Regions from separate parts of the Pan troglodytes genome. Here regions 1, 2 and 4 are each linked to region 3. A link is a contact called in public Hi-C and HiChIP or PLAC-seq data. All regions are on one chromosome and are shown on one strand. The core of a region is the stretch at or near the end of the contact, and the rest is flanking DNA. Distances in the headings are between cores, read along the strand shown.

Evidence for each region. A called contact is a pair of places that touch in the nucleus more often than the background predicts. HiChIP or PLAC-seq counts read pairs in DNA pulled down with a chosen protein or histone mark.
Region 1: an H3K4me3 HiChIP or PLAC-seq map of stem cell-derived excitatory neurons shows a contact between it and region 3, with 4 times the contacts expected there. The contact joins the promoter of BIVM here to the promoter of TPP2 in region 3. A contact is called at or near these places in 1 of 7 Hi-C or Micro-C datasets (stem cell-derived neural progenitor cells) and 1 of 1 datasets of contacts at active chromatin or transcription factors (stem cell-derived excitatory neurons).
Region 2: an H3K4me3 HiChIP or PLAC-seq map of stem cell-derived excitatory neurons shows a contact between it and region 3, with 2.7 times the contacts expected there. The contact joins the promoter of TEX30 here to the promoter of TPP2 in region 3. A contact is called at or near these places in 1 of 7 Hi-C or Micro-C datasets (stem cell-derived neural progenitor cells) and 1 of 1 datasets of contacts at active chromatin or transcription factors (stem cell-derived excitatory neurons).
Region 4: a Hi-C map of stem cell-derived neural progenitor cells shows a contact between it and region 3, with 4 times the contacts expected there. The contact joins the promoter of ERCC5 here to the promoter of TPP2 in region 3. A contact is called at or near these places in 4 of 7 Hi-C or Micro-C datasets (blood, induced pluripotent stem cells and stem cell-derived neural progenitor cells), 1 of 1 datasets of contacts at active chromatin or transcription factors (stem cell-derived excitatory neurons) and 1 of 1 other capture datasets (stem cell-derived neural stem cells).

What each region holds. Positions count from the first base shown.
Region 1 is chr14:108,410,432-108,413,322 of NHGRI_mPanTro3-v2.0_pri, forward strand. It overlaps BIVM (basic, immunoglobulin-like variable motif containing), which reads left to right and starts at 1,342. Exons shown (of 11, transcript NM_001427907.1): 1 at 1,342-1,729. POGLUT2 (protein O-glucosyltransferase 2) reads right to left here and starts at 1,242. Exons shown (of 9, transcript XM_009427208.5): 1 at 697-1,242. The coding sequence starts at 878.
Region 2 is chr14:108,385,147-108,387,864 of NHGRI_mPanTro3-v2.0_pri, forward strand. It overlaps TEX30 (testis expressed 30), which reads right to left and starts at 1,426. Exons shown (of 6, transcript XM_509722.7): 1 at 1,275-1,426. POGLUT2 (protein O-glucosyltransferase 2) reads right to left here. Exons shown (of 9, transcript XM_009427208.5): 9 at 2,345-2,685. The coding sequence ends at 2,584.
Region 3 is chr14:108,205,472-108,208,252 of NHGRI_mPanTro3-v2.0_pri, forward strand. It overlaps TPP2 (tripeptidyl peptidase 2), which reads left to right and starts at 1,491. Exons shown (of 30, transcript XR_010150553.1): 1 at 1,491-2,366. It overlaps LOC129136864 (a long non-coding RNA gene), which reads right to left and starts at 1,700. Exons shown (of 3, transcript XR_008538884.2): 1 at 1,611-1,700.
Region 4 is chr14:108,457,456-108,460,237 of NHGRI_mPanTro3-v2.0_pri, forward strand. It overlaps ERCC5 (ERCC excision repair 5, endonuclease), which reads left to right and starts at 1,422. Exons shown (of 15, transcript NM_001427908.1): 1 at 1,422-1,932. The coding sequence starts at 1,845. It overlaps LOC129136865 (a long non-coding RNA gene), which reads right to left and starts at 2,136. Exons shown (of 2, transcript XR_008538885.2): 1 at 888-2,136.

The sequences.
Region 1 (2,891 bases), core at 92-2,591, 200 kb after region 3:
TGTATCATCTTTTGCCAAATAACAAAATTTACAACCTGCCTTTTACTTGACAACCTTTTATTCCAGTATTTTTTTCTGTATGAAATACACACGGTCAGCATCCACCAATAATAGAGACAATCATTTCAGAAGTATATGAATTATAAAAATAAGTTTTAAGTATGATGTTAAAGTATTAAATTCATTGGAACAAAATATTTGTTACAATCGTATAGGAGATTAATACTTCGATACTTTCCTTCCGAACTCTGAAGTTTCAAATAGTACTTCATTTTTCTTTTTCAGTTTCAAAACATGCTTACCTGCAGATGTCTCCTTGAAAATTGAGGGCCGCACCAGAGAAAGATGAAGCCCATCAAGTCTCTAACAACTAGGTTTAAATCCCTTATAACAGCTTATGCGAAAAGTAGTTAGAAACAGTATTTCCAGCAAAGTGGAGGGACTTTGTCTTGCCCTGATAATGTGGGAATCTGAATCAAAATTGCTAGGAGATTATTTTATATGTTATATACAATACATTATATGGCATATATTATAATTCGGAACAATTTCTACAGCTACAGAGAAAAATTGGTAACCAAATATCCTGGAATATAAACTGCTGTGGAGAAACGAGTTCTTGGAAAGAAAAATCTTAAAAGGAGAAACAGACTTAACCGCCATCCAAAATAGGTAAGGAGCCGTTTCTCGACTTACTTATTCCCTGATGTATCCACTGCCTGAATATAGAAATAGCGGGCGGGAAGGACGACGTCTGCTTTTAGCCCGGGTCCCCATATTTCGCTCTTCTCCGGGCTCAGCTGCCTTTCTCCGCCGGTCTCGGCGAGGGCTGGAACTGTCGCCAGAAAGAAGCAATAAAGTAGCAAAGTGCCAAACATTTACAAGACGGACTCTCGAAATGATCCACCGATAAATGAAGAAGTGTAAGAGGTGGACAGAAGCAGCCAAGGCTTCGGCAGGGACCCACCGGCCGATCGCAGCAGCCAACGCGACTGCAAAGGGTGCCGCCCGGCGTGCAGGGCAGGCGCGCGGGTCTCCGCGACCCCAGGACAATCAACGCCCGTGCCCCGGCGCGCCCAGGTGAGGGTCCCCTGGCGTTCTGCTGTCCCGGCCGAGAACCGCGCTGCTCCTCTCTCTCAGGACAATGATGAACTTGAGTTGCTCCTGCCACTGGAGCATCATTTGGGAGCGAATCCGTCTCAGGTTCCAGCCAAGGTGTAGGGCGAGGGGATTGGCCCGTGCGTCGGGCCAGGCTCAGTAACGCCTTCTCCAAGTGGATGGCGGGGTGGACACGCGTCCCGGCGCCCCGGGCTCCCTGGGATATGTAGTTCGCGACAGGACGAGCGGAAATACTGCCAGGTTTTTACCACCTCTCGCCCATTTATTTACTTTTCGGTCACCGCTTTCGGGGGACAGATAAACACCACAGATGCCCATCAAAGGGGCGCACGGGTCTGGAGGCGCAGCTCAGGTTTTTGCGTTGGTCACCCTGCCCTCCGCACGTGCAGAGGGCAGGCATAAAGCACCTTGAAAGGAAGGTGCTGTCAATGCTATCCGACGACCTGTCGCCGGGCACCGCAGCATCCTCGCGCGCTCCGATGGGACGAGGGACGCCGGCCCCAGGGTAACAGGAGGCGCCTCGCCGGCCGCGCGCTGGATGCTGTGATCCAGGTCCGGAGCCGGGTTCCGCCGCGGCCGCAGCGACCCGACCCCACCCGACAGGCCAGAGGTACCCCGGGGCGGGGGGCAGGGGCCGAGGTGGCGGCCGGCTGTGCGCTCTGAGCGCCTGGCCCTCCGCTGGGCACCTGGGCGCCGCCAGCCCGGCCTGCTGCCACTCTACGCGCAGCCACCTGGGCATTCACAATTTTTACTTAATTCGATACCGGCCTGGGCTGCCAGGGGTCATCGCCTCTCCGGAGCCCCGTGGCGTCCAGATGGAGGCCACTGCATGGGTGCGCGCTCTCCCGGGAAGGAGTAGGGGGAAGAGCTGGGTCGCAGGGGGAAGAGAAGCGCCAGGGAAAGAAGGGCCTAGCCCTGTGGTGAACAAAGCTCGATTAGGAGGTGTCCATGTGGATACCGGTGACCCCTGTGCGGCCGTCGGTCTCCACGCCACGCTGGGCAGGGTCCGGGAACCAGCGCGCAGCGGCAGTCGCCTTCCCCTGCACGCCAGCACCCGGGTCCGGGCCGCCGCCAGGAGTCACGGGCTCACCGCCCTGGTCAGCTTGGCAGTCGGACCCGGAGCCCCCTCCTCTGCCTGCCTGCCTTTTGCCAGCTGCCCCGAAAACCCAGAAGAGCCGGTGGCTCCGAGCCAAGGCGGGCCTGGTCCTGCGCCAGGAAAGGGGGTTTCTTTCCTATTTTCTTTTGTGCAATTGTCATTATTAATGATACCGACTCGTTTACTCAAACAGTCGAATCGGAGCCCCAGCTCTTAGCCCGGATGCAGCAATTGCCCGTGGGCCCCCTTTAACACCGACAGCGTCCCCGGGGCCCGGGGCAAGCATGTTCGAGGCGGTCACCCCCGGGCCTCGGCGCGCTCCCCCTGGCGGAGAGCCTCGTCTTCCGGCCGGTGAGGGAAGGTAGAGGAGGGAGTAGGGGCGAGGAGGCCTCGGCGGCCCTTGGGCTCTGCGGGCTGGGGACTCGGGGTGCCCGCGACACGCGCGGAGGCGCGGGCTGGGTTGGCCACGGGCAGGGAGCGCAGCCGCGCTCCTTCCTCTCTGCCCGCGTCGCTTCCGCGCGCACTGGTTCTGCGCGGCGGGGCTTGGCCTGCGCGACTGTCTACTCCGTCCCGGCGGCCTCGGAGCCCGGCCGAGCGGCGAGCTTGTCAGAGGACGGTGGTGGAAACGCTCCCGGCCTCCCCAGGGGCGCGGGCTGGAGGCTGGCGCCAGGCCCGG
Region 2 (2,718 bases), core at 176-2,675, 180 kb after region 3:
CCAAGGCGTTTGCCACCTCTCCCGGTCTGCTTTACTTCTTTTCAGACTTCACGATGCACAGTGTGTTCTTCACGGCAGCTGCACACATGCTGGTTTTCTTCAGAAACACGGAAAATGCCCCATAATGCAAGCCCCAAGCAACCTGCTCTAGGTCATCTGGGTTTGTTTTTTTGAGACAGAGTCTTGCTCTGTTCCCCAGGCAGGAGTGCAGTGGCGCGATCTCGGCTCACTGCAACCTCTGCCTCCGGGGTTCAAGAGATTCTCCAGCCTCAGTCTCCCGAGTAGCTGAGATTACAGGCGTCCGCCACCGCGCCCGGCTAATTTTTGTATTTTTAGTAGAGACGAGGTTTCACCATCTTGGCCAGGCTGGTTTTGAACTCCTGACCTCAGCTGATCCACCCGCCTCGGCCTCCCATCGTGCTGGGGTTACAGGCGTGAGCCACCGTGCCAGGCCACTGTCGTCTGGGTTTTCGTATCTGGCTTTAGGTTCAGAGAGGGCAGGGTTTGAAGCCTGGCCCGGCCTCAGTGCCCTCAACGGCGATGGTGAAGATGACCGGCTAGAGGTGCTGCGCCCACGAAACGCCAGCTCTAGTGGCGTCCGGAGCGCCGGCTCCACCGGCTGGGCGGTCGGCGGAGTTCTAGGACAACTCCTACTCACAAGGGCTGGGCGATCACCTCCCACGCCACGGGACGGAGACGCCACAGCCCCTTCAACTTTCAGTTACAAACGTTCGTGCCCTGTTACGTCCACAGCATTACGCTGGCTGTCGTGGGGCAAACAAAAACGTTGAGTCCGAGTCTTACGGGGGGTCGGGTCAACAACCCCAGCAAACATGGAGAGAAAATTCAAAGCGGGTCTCACGGGCGTGCGGGGCTCGGCGGCGCTCGGGCACGGGATCCGTTCTCTCCGCAAATGCGCGCTGCCGGGGATGCGCCGCGGGCTGCCCCGGTCGACCCCTCTCAACTCCGAGGCTACTTCGAGCCAGTCACCCGGGACTGGCTGACGTGGTTGGTCCAGGTTGGCCCCGTCCGGCTCTCCCCGCCCGTACCAACCCCGCATTCCGCCCTCCTACCCGGCAAAGCGGACGAAGCCCCCACCGGCTGGTGCCCGCGGGCACCGAACTTAGCGGAACGCCTCCCGGCTCGGACCAGACGCCCCTGAGGAGTGACGCCCGCGAGCCTCAAACGCCTCAGGCGGGCCTGCCGGGTGCTCTCCCCGTCTCCCAGGAAGCCGCCCGTCAGCCGGCGGCGCCAACCGCCACCGCCGCACTTACCCGGGAAGGCAAAAGTGGCCGCGGGCACCCAACCGCCGTCACTCCCTTCAGGGAGCTGACTAGCGCGCTCGAAGCGACCGCCTCGCCTGCCCCGCCACAGCGTTCGGCTACGACGCACGCGCGCGCAGGCCACGCCCCCGGGTGCGCGGGCCGGGCCGCAGAGCACGCCGGGAGCGTGGGTCTCCCAGCCCGCCACATCCCAGGGCTGTACGCGCGGACGAGCGGAGTTAGGGGAAGGTGCCACGGTGGCCGCCGCCTCAGTAGCACGCGGACGGCTGGAAAGTCAGCCCCCGTTTCCGCCTCACCCAGGATTGCTCCACTCGCGGCCTTTCCGCATCGCAGCCACCACTCCATTCCGAGGCGCGATCAGCTCTGACCAGTCTTCCTCACACCCATAGTCGATTCGTTACTCCCCTTAAGGTCAAACGCTGACAGAAACCAGCCGCTTCGCACACTTCTACATGGGGTCAAGCCCCCTGTTATCTTTGCGGGGATGATTGTAACAATCACTTAAATGGTCGCTTCGTACCATCTTGCCCCCGCCTGGGCCTTGTCGGCGACGCCGCAGCCACGTGGATGCTGTGGAAGCCTGTCCCCCCGGATCTTCCAAAGGTTCCGCGCTCATTGCCACAGCCAGCGGCCGGCAGTGGCCTAGGCTGTTGCACGCGATCGGTCCCCCACATCTCCCCTCTCCATCTGGCTCCTTTCCCTGGAAGCCCAGGGCAGCCCACACTTCGCTGTCCTCACCCCCACTCACCAGGCGGGACCCCATGACGACCGGCTTTTGTCCTGGCTGCTCCCTCCCAGCGTGGGCCGCGTCTCCTCGGGGTCGACAGGGCGCGTGGTTTTCACAGCGAGGCCTCCCCTGATCGCCTCCCCGCTCTTCCTGTCCTTCCCCGGTCACCTCACGAGCTATGGATGTATCTGTGTCTCCTCACTGCGCTATAAGCTCCCAGGTGAAGAAAGGGTTGCTTTTTGTAAATTTTTGTTTTAACCGTGAACCTCTTGTGTATGAATAATGCTCAGAAAAAAAAAATTTCTTAAATGAATGAATCTTCCCCAAGCCCAGTGCAGTTGGCACCTGCCCTCTTTTCTGTCACGGTACATATAAGGAAATACATTCCACAAACCCACATAGTCGCTGTCATTTATCACAAGTGTTTCCCCAAATTACAAAGTCTTAATACTTCTTTGTCTCCTAATTTTTTACCTGTGTTTTTTAAAAACATTTCTTTACATGCCATAAAATTCACTCATTTGAAGTGTACCATTCAATGATTTTCAGTAATTTTAAAACCATTTGCAACCATCACTGTAATTTAAGAACATTTCCATTATCCCCCTGAAAAGTATTTGCGCAGTTACAGTTGAGATAGGAGATCAGCAGGACTTTCCGAGCACTGATCACCACCTGCTGAGCAAAACAAGATCTGGTCAGAACAGG
Region 3 (2,781 bases), core at 241-2,740:
GCATGCACCTGTAATCCCAGCTACTCGGGAGGCTGAGGCAGGAGAACTGCTTGAACCCGGGAGGCGGAGGTTACAGTTACCCGAGATTGTGACATTGCACTCCAGCCTGGGCCACAGAGTGAGACTCTGTGTCAAAAAAGAAAAAGAAAAGGAAAGGAAAAGAAGAATCTAAAGAACACTGTTACGGCAGTCTAATAAAAAGTCTGCCACCTAGGTTTCATAATAAACTGTTCATTCCCCATTTATTCATTGGGTGATACTCTGGCAAAGTCATGCACATGGTGTGGTAGAACATACTGGGGAGAGATTGTGAGAAGACAAATCCAGTGTTTTCATCAACCTGTTTTGTAATCCATGACAGTCAGTTAACTTTGTTTCTTCATCTATAAAATGAAGTGATTGGACTATGGTTCATTTGAAACTGGGAGCCATTCTATTCTATCACTATAAGCTCTATACTGAATGTCTTCTGCGAGTTTGTTATTCTGTTTTCGTCTGTGTTAATTTGAAATTCTTTTCTAGAGGTAATGTAAACAGTTGGGAATAAGAAGAAAAACATTAAAGTTTTCTTTTTCCTCTGCACTAAAGAGAACATGCTTGTGTAAGACTTATGGACTGAATAAATGATCAAGGAATCAGCTGAAACCATTGCACAGCCATAAGAATAATTTTTGAGACTTAATGGAGGATCTCTGAAATTCTGTGGGTTGGAAACCGCATGCATAAGGCTTTCCTTTATACCAGGTATTCTTAACTTGGTGTCCATAGACAGAATCCAAGGGATTCAAAAACTTCCGTAGAAAAAAGATACAAACCTCTTAATTTTTTTCACATCAAGTATGAATGTAGGCAAAAACCAGGGTAGTTATGCTGTTATGTCACCAATAAAAATCAGTTCATCATAGTGCAGTTTTCACCGCTATCTCCAAATAATTATATTCTTCACTATTTTGAAGTTATGGTAGTTTATTAGCCTTGGCCCTAGCTCCTGTTATTTAATGCAAAAGAAGCACACCTGTAACTATATACACACACGTAAAGCTCCTGCTATATAACAAAATTGCCTTTAGTATTTTTGATAACTGCATTTAAACATAATTTATTTCCTGGGCAATCCTATCTATTTCATTGTATGCATTTTAAAACACTGCTTGAGAAATAGGCCTCACCAGATTGCCAAAGGGGTCTTCGGCACAATAAAAGGCTAAGATTACCCTGGCATGAGCATAGACGTAAAGATCATTAGAGGACCACTATGCAGCTTGCAGCAACTGACGGCAGGCACTGTGAATTTGGAAAACTGAAAATTATGGCTCTGTAATTGAGTGGACAGCCGTAAGGAGCAATCAGAAACTTCAGTGTAAGAGGAAAAAAAAAAGATGTTTTTCAGAAATCCCGGAAGCTAAGGATCAGCAGCGGATAGGAGGGGCCCATTTCAGTCTCATGCTTTGTTACTGGCTACAAAGGCGACGGAATGACCAACAACCCACTTCCTGTTGACTGAAACTATTGCCTGTCTCCACCCTATTGCTCCCCGTCACCACCTCACCCCCATCAAAGGGGCATAACAACACAGGGGAACCCAAAGTCTACACCCCTTAAACTACGACCTTCCAAAATCATGTCCGGAGCTTTCGCCGACACCGCAGACTCCTTAGCGGCTAAGGGTGAGTGCGCCGGCTCCCTTGCCTCGGGTCAGCAGCACCCCGGGGCTGGGGCCCCTGCAGCAGCCGCACCAAAAAGTTTCATCCACAACCTTAAGTTTGGAAACTATTGTTTGCCCAGCGAAGGGTTCCCATTATTCCTGGCTGGCGGTCCATCTCCTTGCCTGTCTCTCGGGGAGTGATTCGGTCCGGGACACTAGGACTCTGCTTGGAGGCCTGCTGTTGCCTAAAAACCCCAAGCGCGGGCCTCTTCAAGGCCCCAGGTTCGAGATCCGAACCCTCCAGTAACGTCCTCAGACTCCTCCCCCTTCACTGCAGCCCGGGCAATACTCGGGCCTAGCTCCTGAGAGCGGCGCCGTTGGCTTACGTAGCAGCACGTGATTGGCCACCGCTCCCTGGCAGGCCGGGATTGGTGGGAGACGGGCCGACCCCGCCCCTCGCCCCCGCCTCCGGCCCGAGGCCGCACGGGTGTCCTCGCGCTGCTAGTCCGCGCGCAGCCTGGCAGTTTGCCGCTTCCTCGTCCTCCATCCTGCGTCCATGGCCACCGCTGCGACTGAGGAGCCCTTCCCTTTTCACGGTCTTCTGCCGAAGAAGGAGACCGGAGCCGCCTCCTTCCTCTGCCGCTACCCGGAGTATGATGGGCGGGGGGTGCTCATCGCAGTCCTGGACACGGGGGTCGACCCGGGGGCTCCGGGCATGCAGGTGAGGCGGCCCCCGAGGGCCCGGGCGCGGGGGCGCGGGCGGCCGGGGACGCAGGTGGGGACACAGTCTCGGAGCCCGGCAGGCCAAAGCCCCGCTCTGCGGCCGAGTCCGGGCCGGGGTGGGCAGCACCGGGGTGGGCAGAGGTCAGAGCCGGGCGCGGGAGGGACGGGCGCCCGCCCAGGGGACTCAACGGCGCACAGTGCCAGGGTCGCTGGGCGGGCGAGGGCCCGGACCCCAGTTTGGGCCGTGGTCCCAGCTCAACAAAAGCAGCGTGCCCGGCGCGGCAGCCTGGGGAAGCCTGGGTCCCCCTTTGGCCCCAGGGACTCCCCTTCCTTCTCGCTTCGGCGCTGCCAGGCCGGACCCCCCAGGCTCCTTCCCTCCACGCCGCCTTCCTCTGCATACCCCTGGTGCCTCG
Region 4 (2,782 bases), core at 172-2,671, 250 kb after region 3:
CAGCCTTTTCACTGAGTTTAAATTTAGTTCCAATTTGAACAAATATGGATGCTAATACTATCCTTTATTGAGTAGTTACTAGTGCTAAGTGCGTTGCATGTAACACCTTGAATACTTACTAAAGTCTGCAAGGTTGGTTTTATGCCCTGATTACTGATGGAGACACAAATTCTGAACAAATGTGACTTCAGGAATGCTAAACACCATAGTGAGGCACGATGCGGGGATTTGAATCTTGGCCTGAGGGTTCCAGAGCTGTGGCCTTTTCTGGGGTTACTCTGTTAATTGATTTCTAGTCCTTTCTGATCTACAAGCCGCGGCATTATAAATTTTAGATGCTGAAGAAAACTAAACTGTATGTCAAGGATTAAGGCTTGTGAACCCCCAAAATTTGGGACAGGTCTCAGTTAATTTAGAAAGTTTATTTTGCCAACGTTAAGGAGGCGCACCTGTGACACAGCCCCAGGAAGTCCAGATGACATGTGCCCAAGGTGGTCGGGGCACAGATTGGTTTTATACATTTTAGGGAGACAGGAGACATCAATCAACATATGTAAGTACACTGGTTCCTTCCAGAAAGGTGGGGACAACTCGGAAGCACGAAGGGCTTCTAGGTCACAGGTAGATGAGAGACAAATGGCTGCATACGAGTTTCTGATAAGCCTTTCCAAAGGAGACAATCAGAATATGCATCTATCTCAGCGAGCAGAAGGATGACTGACTAAAATGGGAGGCAGGTTTTGCCCTGAGCAGTTCCCAGCTTGACTTTTCCCTTTTGCTTAGTAATTTTGGGACCCCAACATCTTCACAGGCTTTAAATTTTATTATTCTTTAGTTACTACGTGCTAGCATATAAATAAATAGTACAAAACCAAGAAGGCATCCACCTTTTGGTTGTCTCTTCACGTGTAAAACAACACTTCGTGTTAAGTATCTTCACACATGGCGGCGCAAAGGTAGAAACCGATACTAAAAAAGCGTGCAGAAAATAGCTCCCAGCCTGGGCAACACAGGGACACCTCATTTCTAAAAAAATAATTCGCCAAGCATAGTGGTGCGCACCTGCGGTCCCAGCTACTTGAGAGGCTGAGATGGGAGAGTCGCTTGAGCTCGGACAGCAGGAGTTCCAGGCTGCAGTGAGCTACGAACGCGCCACTAGACTCCAGTATGGGCGACAGCGTGAGACCCTGTCTCAAACAAAAACAAAAGCCCGTTACCCCTCCAAGAAGGCACTTTTGCACATTGTTTTAATGCTTAACGCCTTCAGGATGCCAGCGTGGCGGAAGCAAGTAACCACCAAGGGATCAACACTGGGGCTAAACTTCTCACTTCCGGAGTGCTGCAAGCGCAGAAAATATACGTCATGTGCGGAGGCGGGGCTTCCGCCCTGAGCGTCGTATTAGACGGAAACCGAGCGGGCCCATTTTTCGTGGGTTTGCGGACCCACCAGCGAAGGCGAGAGGTGTCGCAGGGACATCTTCTGGCTGTTTCCGTCGCCTGCGTGGCCCTTGCACCCCGGTCTTCCATTAGCGGCGAAGACGTTTGGGCCTAAGCGCTGGGCGAGGCGACGCCCTGCCCCCGCCAACGGCCATTCTCTGGACCTGTCTTTCTTCCGGGAGGCGGTGACAGCTGCTGAGACGTGTTGCAGCCGGAGTCTCTCCGCTTTAATGCGCTCCCATTAGTGCCGTCCCCCACTGGAAAACCGTGGCTTCTGTATTATTTGCCATCTTTGTTGTGTAGGAGCAGGGAGGGCTTCCTCCCGGGGTCCTAGGCGGCGGTGCAGCCCGTCGTGGAAGAATTAGAGTAGAAGTTGTCGGGGTCTGCTCTTAGGACGCAGCCGCCTCATGGGGGTCCAGGGGCTCTGGAAGCTGCTGGAGTGCTCCGGGCGGCAGGTCAGCCCCGAGGCGCTGGAAGGGAAGATCCTGGCTGTTGGTATCCTTAACGCCGCGTTGGGACTTGGGGTGCAGGGATTCGGGGCTGGATTCCTCGCGGGGCTCTGCCTTGGGCACAGTGGCATCTGCAGGATGATGGTCTTGGGTCGGGGTCGCTATAGAATCTCTGTCACTAGGTTTTTTAAGTACAGTCGTCCCTCGGTATCCCCGGGGCTTTGGTTCCAGCCCCTCCTCCGTATACCACGATGTTCAAGTTCCTTCAACTCCCTTATATAATGGCGTGGTATTTGCATATAAACTACCCACTTCCGTAATCTTTTAAATCGTTTCTAGCTTACTTGCAATGCCGAATGCAATGTAAGTGATCTGTAAATAGTTGTTATACTGTATTTTAAAATTTTTTGTAGTTTTTATTGGTATGTTTTATTTATTTATTTTTTTCCATCGCAAATATTTTTGATCCGTGGTAGGTTGAGTGCGGAATCGGGTGATGAGGCGGGCCGCCCTGTCTGCTTTCCCCAGCTTTGCAGTCTTAGCGGCCTGTGCATCCTGGTTTGTCACTTTGTGGCAGTGCTTTACGTTCCTCTCTGCTTTAGTTCTCTCATCTGCAAAGTAGAGGTGGTGATAGTATCTACACACAGGATTGGAATGAGGAATAAAGAAATTACCTACATGAGAGAAGTTTAGCGCGATTAATACAGTAAATCTTAAAGTTATTATCCTGTCCGGGAGGTCAGTAAGGAGAGAAGAGTAGACTTCGACGATTAGTTTTGCTTGAGTCTTGCCCCATTTGTGTTTCTTAGAGGAAGGATAGTGTGGACAGGTGTTTTACCCATTTTTTAAATTGACTTTTTAAGGACTATTGTTTCTATACATGTTTGGCTGGTTTT